Regions from separate parts of the Mus musculus genome. Here region 1 is linked to region 2. A link is a contact called in public Hi-C data. All regions are on one chromosome and are shown on one strand. Each heading gives the region's core, a stretch centred on a gene start, on an enhancer-like site or on the middle of the called end of the contact. The rest is flanking DNA. Distances are from core to core; before and after follow the strand shown. Region 1 overlaps Pde4d (phosphodiesterase 4D, cAMP specific). Region 2 has its middle 19 kb from the start of Depdc1b.

Evidence for each region. Hi-C and Micro-C count contacts between places; a contact is called where the count stands out from the background.
Region 1: a contact with region 2 is called in a Hi-C map of CD8 T cells, with 3 times the contacts expected there. The contact joins two enhancer-like sites. A contact is called at or near these places in 2 of 484 Hi-C or Micro-C datasets (CD4 T cells and CD8 T cells).

The regions. Positions count from the first base shown.
Region 1 is chr13:109,819,444-109,824,352 of GRCm38.p6, reverse strand. The region is part of intron 7 of Pde4d (phosphodiesterase 4D, cAMP specific); the gene reads right to left. Among named protein-coding and RNA genes, the nearest start is that of Mir1904, 82 kb to the left of the region's middle. Within about 2 kb of position 1,767, at least 402 of the 459 cell types and tissues checked have an H3K27ac peak or open chromatin away from gene starts, as enhancers often do. A contact at or near this core is called in CD8 T cells, where this site is marked.
Region 2 is chr13:108,294,712-108,299,276 of GRCm38.p6, reverse strand. No RefSeq gene overlaps it. Among named protein-coding and RNA genes, the nearest start is that of Depdc1b, 19 kb to the left of the region's middle. Within about 2 kb of position 1,831, at least 227 of the 459 cell types and tissues checked have an H3K27ac peak or open chromatin away from gene starts, as enhancers often do. A contact at or near this core is called in CD8 T cells, where this site is marked.

The DNA of each region.
Region 1 (4,909 bases), core at 518-3,017, 1.5 Mb before region 2:
AAGGAAAGAGTCAGGGCAAAAGGAAAGGAGAGAAGAAAAACAATCCCACTATTAAGTGTACGTACTAGTAGGATTTTTTAAAAAGACAAAACAAAGCGAAAAACCAAAATAAAACAAAAACTAAACCAAATGACCCAAGTTCTAGATATATGATATCCTTTGATAACACACAGCCCAAATCCCTCTATGGGTACTTAGCTCTCTCTCTTTCTGCTCTCACAGGAAAGACAGGCTAGATGTACATGTTCCACACGCTGCTCTCTCTATTATGCATGTATAATGTATATTTTGGAGAGAGATGCTGTTTATCGCGTCTTCCTTTTCAAAAGGAACTCAGTCTTTGGATGAGGAGCGAGCTCCCTTCCCGCATGCGTGTGCCTGTTTCTCTGCTGCCAGTGCATCTGACAGGGAACTTTCACATGATGCAATTTATTAAACCCATGCTTTCTGCCAGATTCTGCTTTAGTGCAAATGCCCTTTTGTTTCCGAGGCTCACATTTCCCAGGCTCAGAAGGGATTCTTTCTGGTGTGACTGGGAGATACGGATCTGAAAAGCAGGTCAGCAAAAGATCCCATGGACTTGGGAAGCTGCCAATCAATGCTGTAAAATAAAGCATGTGGCCCGGGGCTGCTGATATCATCAAACCCATGCTATCTCCTTCTCTTAGTGCTAGGGGAGGTGAGGGTGGAGCCTGCCTACAATCGGTAGAGGCAAAGAAAAAGGATTAGGTTAAATGGGAAATTTCTAAGAGTCACATTTCGCCATTTAAAAAAAAAAAAAATGTTTTCAAAGTCTGCCTAACTCCAAGACCTTTTCCAGACTAGGTGGCCTTTGAATTCAGCGTGAGGTGATGTTCTTAGGACTGCCTCTGGAAGCTGACATCACACAGCCTAGCGCGGACCCTTTCCAAACCTTCAACTTTTGTCAGTTTTTTTCAGTCAGACACTCAAAAGCTCTGAATAGTGTGTGTGTGTGTGTGTGTGTCTGTGTGTGTGTGTGTCTGTGTGTGTGTGTGTGTGTCTGTGTGTGTGTGTGTGTCTGTGTGTGTGTGTGTGTGTGTGTGTGTCTGTGTGTGTGTGTCTGTGTGTGTCTGTGTGTGTGTGTGTGTGTGTGTGTGTGTGTGGTGGAAAGTGTGGGGAGGAGAGGTTTACTTTGCAGTAGCTCTTTTGAAGTGTTTAATTCCTCTCTTGTAATCTGTGTGTGGACACACAGTGTAAGCTATCAGTTTGGGTTCAGCAATTCTGTTCTCATTGGCTGATGTTTTCCCCTGTGGCTCGGGGCTTCTGTCCAGCAGCTGGGTGGCAAAGTTTGTTTTATCTGGATTCAGAAATGTTAACAAATTAAAATCATATTCTCTCTCTGTTTTCTCTGTCTCTCTCCCTCCCTCTCTCCCTCTTTCTCTCTCCCTCTTCCTCCCTTAGTCCCTCCTTATCTCTCCTTAATGCTCTCATTTAGGTTGAAGGAGCCCCTGCAGCTGTGTGTGTGTGTGTGTGTGTGTGTGTGTGTGTGTGTGTGTGTGTGTGTGTGCATGCTCAGGGGAGCACTGTGTGTCTGCTTTTCTTCTTCTTTTTGAAAATACAGGAAATGCACAAAAGAAAGACAGTTCGGTTGGAGCCACTGCTTCCCCTCAGCGCCTTTCCCTCCCCGCCCCCACTCCCCAGCACCGGCTTTTAATTTTCAAAAGCACTGCAATTGCTTGGTGTGGTTTCAAGAGCTGGGGTGCCATTCTCCCTGATGATGACTCTGCTGACGTCAATGGCATTCTTATCGTGCCGAGTGCGACATCAGAAACCAGCCCTCAGAGGCTCCTCTTATTCACAGCGTCTGGGCTCTCAGCAAAACGCGGACCGGATTTCAGCAAGGCAAGGCTCCTTCGTTCCAGCAAGCCAGAGTTGTGCTCTGCAAAGCAGCCGCCTTAGTCTGTGGCTTGTCAGTTAGGATCCTGTCCTCTAGTGTCCTCTCCTTCAAGGACCCAAAGGGGACAAGATTGCTGAGTAGAATGTAGACCTCCCTCAGCTTGCAGATCCGTGTTCCGTGCTTCTGATCCCAGGATGGAAGCCAGCCAACCCTGCTCCTGGTCTGTCTTTAGGGTTCACTAAAGCTTTTGATAGAAGATTATTTTCTTATACTGTGTTGCAGGCTCAGTCCTTGAAGTGATCTTGGTTTTTACTCTCTGAATCAGAACCATATTGACTTCATACTGCAGTGAACACCTTTTCCTTCCTTTTCATAAACATTTTGTTTAAGAAATAAGATTGTGGGGATGAAGAAAATAACCATAGCTCAGTATAAAACGGTATCACTGTGAACTGAACATTTTACTGTCAGTGTAACTGTTGGAGAAATCTCACTGACGTGCTCAACTTTCAAGGGACGCACTAGGTTCTAAGTTCAAGTTCGTTATTCATTTCCTCCCCGGGAGCTGCGGACTGCTATTATGCTGCTAAAGAAACAGCCTCTGTTTGCAGTCAAGTTTATTAGGGTTCAACTCTACCTTCAGATTTCAGATTTGGCTATAGCTCAACTGGAAGGCTGTAAAGACCCAAGGACACTTAGCATGGCAGGATGGTGAACACCTAATCTAAGCAGGCATTGCCTGTCTGACATCAATACAGATGAATCAAATGTTGGTACAATCACTTCTCTAAGATTGCCAAACTGCCTATAACCAACTTAGTAGGAGCAACTGTTCAGAAGAAACTCTGTTTAACACCTCAAGGTAGAGCTATTAGTTCTGTGTAGAAATATTTAGAATCCTGACACTGAAGGATGCCAGCCTGTACTTCACTCAACCCTTCTGCATTCATATGAGGTACTGAAGCCCAAAGACGGTTGTATGGTGTATTCAAGATCACACAGTCATTACCCCCACAAGACTGATAAAAAACTAATGCTCACACTGTCATGGTATTCCAGTGCTGATCTTTTAAAATAAAATAAATGTTATTTTTAAGCTTGTTTTCTTTCTTTCCTTCTGTATTTCGTGTGTGTGTGTGTTGTGTGTGTGTGATGAAGGTGGGGGAGACAGTTGGTAAACTGACTGTGGGCTAGAGGATCTGAGTTAAATCTGCAAAAGCCATGTTAAAATTCAAGGTGTGGTAGCATCTGTTTGTGCTTGCAATCCTAGCTTAGGGGAGATAAAGACAGGAAGGTACTTGGGGCTCCACGGCTAGCCAGTCTCCCTTTGTTGATGAACTCCAGACCAAAAGGAGACACTGCCCCCAAAGGAATTGGATGGTTTTTCTGAGAAGGACACCTGAGATTGTTGTCTGGTGTCCACATACATCCACAGGCACACACATGCACACAGACACACACATGCATGCAGACCACGTATCTTAAAAGGATAAGAGGCAGGGCTGGATGTGTTGCTGATAATAGCACTCAGGAAGTTAGGTAGGAAGATGCTAGTCTAGCCTACACAGTGTGACTGTCTCAAAAACAAACAAACAAACAAAACAAAACAGAAGTAATAATCGATTTGATGAGTTCTGGAAAGAAATGGTAAGTTTTCCTGGATTCTAAAATACATGAAAAAGAAAGAGAGAGAGAAAAAAAAGAAAAGAAAAGAAAAGAAAAGAAAAGAAAAGAAAAGAAAAGAAAAGAAAAGAAAAGAAAAGAAAAGAAAAGAAAAGAAAAGAAAAGAAAATCCATGGGCAGCTCAGACCCAGTGTCTGCTCGTGTACTAGCCAGCCCCTACTGCTACGGACTAAATACTATGATTGACTTGTTCCCTAATTCATGTCATTGCTTGACTGGTGACCTGTATTTGTACTGCTTTGCCCAAAACTTTTGCCTCTTCCTTGGAGGGCTGTGGCTACCTCCATGAATCTCCCCCTGATGCTTTTTGCTCTTGGCACATGTATCTTATTCTGGTTCAGAATGGAGAGATGTGGCAGGGCTGAAAAATGCTGGCTTTAGGGGCAGGCGGACCTTAGATGGAGACTTGCTTGAACTCACTTGCTACTGTGTCATTTCAGAATCTTTCTTAATTCTGTGAGCCACCGTTTTCTGATCTCTTAAGTAGAAATGAAGGCTTCTGCGTTGTGGGTTATTTAAAGAGTTAGAGAGGATGTTTACTGAGGTCTGTCACAAGGTGTGGCACACAAGAGAAACCCAATACAGAATAATGGCTTGGATGAAGGCTTTGTTGTTTGTTTGGAAAAGGAGAAGGAAAGGAATAGGTGATATTTTCTCCCTGGCACTAAGAGTCAGCTCTTCCGTGCCACTGAAATTAGAGAACACTGTTCCTTTAAGACTTTTTATTTTCTGCTGAGAAACTAATTATCTAAAGCAAATATGAGAGCATCAGCCTTGCATTATGAGTTTCATAAAACATAATGGAATGCATTCTGCACTGAGTGTCTGATTACTCTTAGATGTCAAGTTGATGTAAAACCTAATTGTGCTCTTAAAAAATCCTTCAAGGATTATTTAGAAACTGGTCTGTGCGAGCTCTCTCTGAGTCAAACTGTCAGTGTTCACCTGACCGTTAATGAATTGTGTGCACTAAGCTAGCTTCATTCCTTCACCCGAAAGATAGATCCAGATTAAAGACCTTGGACTCTGGAAATCCTAATTGTTTGTGAGATGTTGAGCCATCCCATAAACCGGTGGTCCTCAACTTTTCCTTCCTATTGCTAATTTCTTTTATTATAGTTCCTCATGTTGTGATGGCCCCAACCATAAAAATTACTCCTATTGCTACTTCATAACTGTAATTTTGCTACTGTTATGAATTGTACTGTAAATACAATTCTTTCTTGTTACCTTAGGTGACCCCTGGGAAAGGGTCATTTGACCCCAAAAGGGGTCATGACACACAGGCTGAGAATCACTGCCATGAAATATATTTCACTGTAGACTAGGCAGCCGGAAAATTAACTCATTTTTATTAATAATGAGATT
Region 2 (4,565 bases), core at 582-3,081:
TGCCTCTCACACATACCACATACATATACACCCACCACATCCACATCACGCGCACATTGTTCCACACACATACACACCCACCTCACAATCACATACACATATTGTACACACACATTTTACATACACATCACATATGCACATGCATGACACAGACATATACATATAATACTCATCACACACACCTATATACACACACATACACAGAAATCACACAGATATACACACATTTTATATATACACACACACATTTTACACAATATACATCACATACATACACACCCACTGCAGACACACACATGCATCACATGCATTTTATACACACACACATAAATAAATAACAAACAGTTCCAGGGCTATCTAGCTCAGTGGTAGAGCACTTGAGCACTATGCATTCAAGATCCATGGTTTGGGTTTATTTCGCTAAGCAATGTTTGTTTTTTTGGTTTTTTTTGGTTTTTTTTTCTGTAACTCAGGCTGCCCCAAATTCACAACCTCCTGTATTAGCCTCCTGAATGCTAGGAATTGTAGGAGTGAGTTTGTGCTACCTGGCCCAGCCTAAACATCCATATTTGGTGTGAGGTTAACTGAAGCTGTTCTTAAACTTCAGTGATGGAATTAGGGGGCCTAGATGACCAAACCCAACAAGATCTCTTCTTAACTTAAAAGTAAAAAAAAAAAAAAAAAGGTCTCAAAAATTATGAAATAGGCAAGAAACAGCCCCCCCCCCTTCCAGTGGTCAGGGTGGGGAGCCTACAGAGCTTAACACACCTCAGAGGATTGTTCTGTGCCCTTGCCACTGAATGTCACCAGCACACTCACATGTGCCTGGGGCTAGCCACAGAGCCCGTGCACGAGGGGGTGGGTGGGTCGGATGTTCAGCAGGACACACAGACTTTCTCTTTAGACTGCTTATCTTGATGGGGGAGATAAACGTGAGTTGGGTGATTATATATATTTAAATCAATATGGCGTAGAAGCTCTGAAAAGTAGGCTCTTTGACTTTCTGGGAACATATCAGGAATTGGTTCTAAGTAGTAGGGACATAGCATCCTTAAGAATTTGAACTGAGATAAAATAATCTAAAATATTGGTAGGGATTTCTCAGGCCAAGGGATGGGGTTTGTGGCACTGGGGGTGGGGGGTGGGGCAGCCTGAGAGGGTGATATGGAGAGGTAGTCTGGTGACCAGGGCCATACAGAGGCACAGAGAGAAACTTACAACAGCTGAGAATCCAGAGATCAAACCGGACAATAACCATGACTGTGAAGCTGGGCAGATGCTGTCTCTGTGGGGTCTTGAGGGCAGCCCTCCCCCACTCCTACCCCAGCAAAGCCGAAAGCCATTACAGGGCTTACACAGAGATGCATAATTAAGTTTGTGTTTTACCATTAAATTGGCTAATGGAGCATACTGGCTGGAGCAAGGAGGAATGCTAGCTCTCCAGACAGAAGGCTCTGCTGGCAGCACAGGATGCTGGCAAATACATTCTAGGGCGGGGCCTGTGAAACATCACTGTCACTTCCTGCCACTGAACAAGCACACACCCTTTCTGTGGCTTCCTAAAGATTTCTACAAGCATTAAGGAGTCTAACTAAACTCTAACCTAAGCGCTCTATCCTAACCCGCCCCCCTCCGCATCCCCCCTTTTTATGCCTTCTAGGGAAATGCCACGATGAGGTTGAGTTTGACCCTGTGAGTTTGGGAACACAAACATACCGGAGTCTGCAAACATCAAAAGCTTCCTAAGTGGAGCGGAGATGCATGGGGGAGGGAGAGGAAATGCGGAGAAGCATTTGACTCTTTGGAGGGGAGGAGGGATGGGAGAGAGGAGGACAACTTCTCTGCACAGGCTTGGTATCACTCTCCCTCGTCCGGAAGTCCTTTTGCCCTGTAAGATACAGCCCTGGAAAGAGTCTGAAATAAGGAGCAGCTCTAAGTGGGGAAAGATCGAGAGCTTCGGGGAGATGGTGCAAGCGCTGGTGAGGGAGGGATGGGGAATTTTAGCCTTGATAGCTAGCTGAAAGACAGTTTTTTGTTTTTTAAGGAAGATAATGCTGAGTATTGCTTAAAACCGTTTTTGTTTGTTTCTTTATTGGTTGTTTGGTTGTTTTTTTTGTTTTTGTTTTTGTTTTTGTTTTTTTTCAAGACAGTTTCTCTGGGTAGCCCAGCCGGTCCTGGAACTTGCTCTGTAGACCAGGCTAGCCTCGAACTCAGAGATCCACTTGCTTCTGCCTCCTGAAATGTGGGATTAAAGGCAGGATTGAATGTGGGATTCAGGAGCTGGCCCCACTCCTCATCTGGGCAAAGCAGGATCGAGCGCTGGCCCCTGGAACCCAGGCCCAGGATTGCTGGCTGGCAACTTCTACCCAGGCCCAGATCCAAGGCTCTGAGTTGTCCCACCCCAACATCTTCTTCATCTATGAACTGTTGGAGCATGCTCAAAAGGCTGATTCAATAGAACCAAAGCTTTAGGATCACCATGACACAGGATAACAACAGGATATCCTAGAGGAGTCCCCATGAAGATCCAATATTGAGAGGATAGCACAAGCCAGAGGCCTTGAACCAGACCAATGACTCACTGCAGTGAACCTTTGCAAGTAAAAATGTGTGGACGAAAGGGTACACTGTGGGACACACTGTAGCTTCCATGGCGAGATGGTTTTTATTTTTATTTTTTGTTTTCTTTTGAGGGAAGCTGAAGTGGTGGAAGGCAGATGCGAAGGGGCAGGAAGATGAGTGGAATTGGGGTGCATGATGTGAAATTATGCAGAATCAATAAAAAGTTATTTTAAGCAGATATAGAGCCAGGTATACGTGATCAATAGTCCCAGCACGTGCGAGACTGAGACAGGGAGGTTTACAATTTGGAGCTACCCAGGACAACATAGTGAGGCTCTGTCTAAATGAATAAATAGCCAGTGTGCTTAGGCATGCCCCCACAGTCTCTCAAGTTCATTCTCTCCTGTATGTAGTGAATTTGAGGCCAGTATAGGTTGCATGAAACATTGTTTCGATGACAGTATAGGTTGCATGAAACATTGTTTCGATGACAACAACAACAATAAAAGTACATACAAAGCTGTACACACTACTCCAGAGAGACAGGAGAATGACTTGAGCCCAAGAGTTCAAGACCAACCTGGTCAACATAACAAGACTTTATCTCAACATAACCAGAAAAATAAGTGTGTTAGTTTGAATATGCTTAGCACAGAGCGCGCTGTATTAGGAGGTGTGGCCTTGTTGAAGAAAGTAGGTTACTATGAGGATGGTCAATGAGACCCTCCTACTAACCACGTGAGAGCCAGTCTTCTCCTAGTGGCCTTCAGATGAAGCTGTAGAACTCTCAGCTCCTCCTGCACCATGCCTGCCTGGATGCTGCCATGTTCCCTCCTTAATGATAATGGATTGAACCTCTGAACCTGTAAGATAGCCCCAATTAAATGTTGTTCTTATGAGAGTTGCCTTGGTCATGGTGTCTGTTCACAGCAGTCAAACCCTAACTAAGACAATAAGTAAACACAAACAAACATGCAATCAGGTAAAAGCATATACAATTCTTGAGCTATGAAATAAAATGTTTCAATAATAGAGCAGAGGGGACTAGTCTGGTAGTCAGGAAGGGGCTGAAAAATAAATAAATTTTTAAAAAGAATAAAAATCCAACACATTTCCAAGTGCCTTCATTCTAAGGCAGGTGTAGAGTGATTTAACAACAGAAAACAAAGCCCTTGGTTAATGCCTGGTTACTTCAGGTTATTGTGTTATTTTTTGTTTCTTAGGAAGGTCTGGCAAAGCAACCAGGCCTGGCCTCAAATGTTCTCTCCTGCCTCTACTCCCCAAGCTGTAGGGCCACAATATTTCACCAGCACAAGGAAGCTACCACTTTTATGTAGGATTCGGATCAAGGGAACTTCATGCCAATGGAAACTGGACTGGAGGGGATAGTTAGCTCTCTTTCTAGTCATGATCTCTCTGGGAAGATAAATAGCTCGATTTGGGTTTTGGGGGTGGAGTTGTAGCAAGAGTGAGTCCATTTTGAATTGGGGTGATCCCTAGTGGGCAAAGTACTTACTTGCTATGAAAGCCTAAGGAATCTGACCCCCCAACACCATGTAAAAGCTGGGCACTGGGATGTGTCCCTGAAGTCCTTGCACACACACATACACATACACACACCGCACATATACATATAAATACATGTGGATATATATATATATATATATATATATATATATATATATACATACATATGCATACACATAAACATACACACAGATACTGTGATGGTTTGAAGAGGCTTGGCCCATGAAGTGGCATTATTAGAAGGGTTGGTCTTGTTGGAGTAGGTGTGACCTTGTTAGAGGAAATGTGTCATTGTAGGCATGGGCTTTAAGACTCTCATCCTAGCTTCCTGGAAGCCAGTCTTCTCTTGTTTGCCTTCAGAACAAGATGTAGAACTCTCAGATCTTCCTACATCACTCCTGCCTGGTCACTGCCATGCTCCTGCCTTGATGATAATGAACTGAATCTCTTAACCTCTAAACCAGCCCCAACTAAAT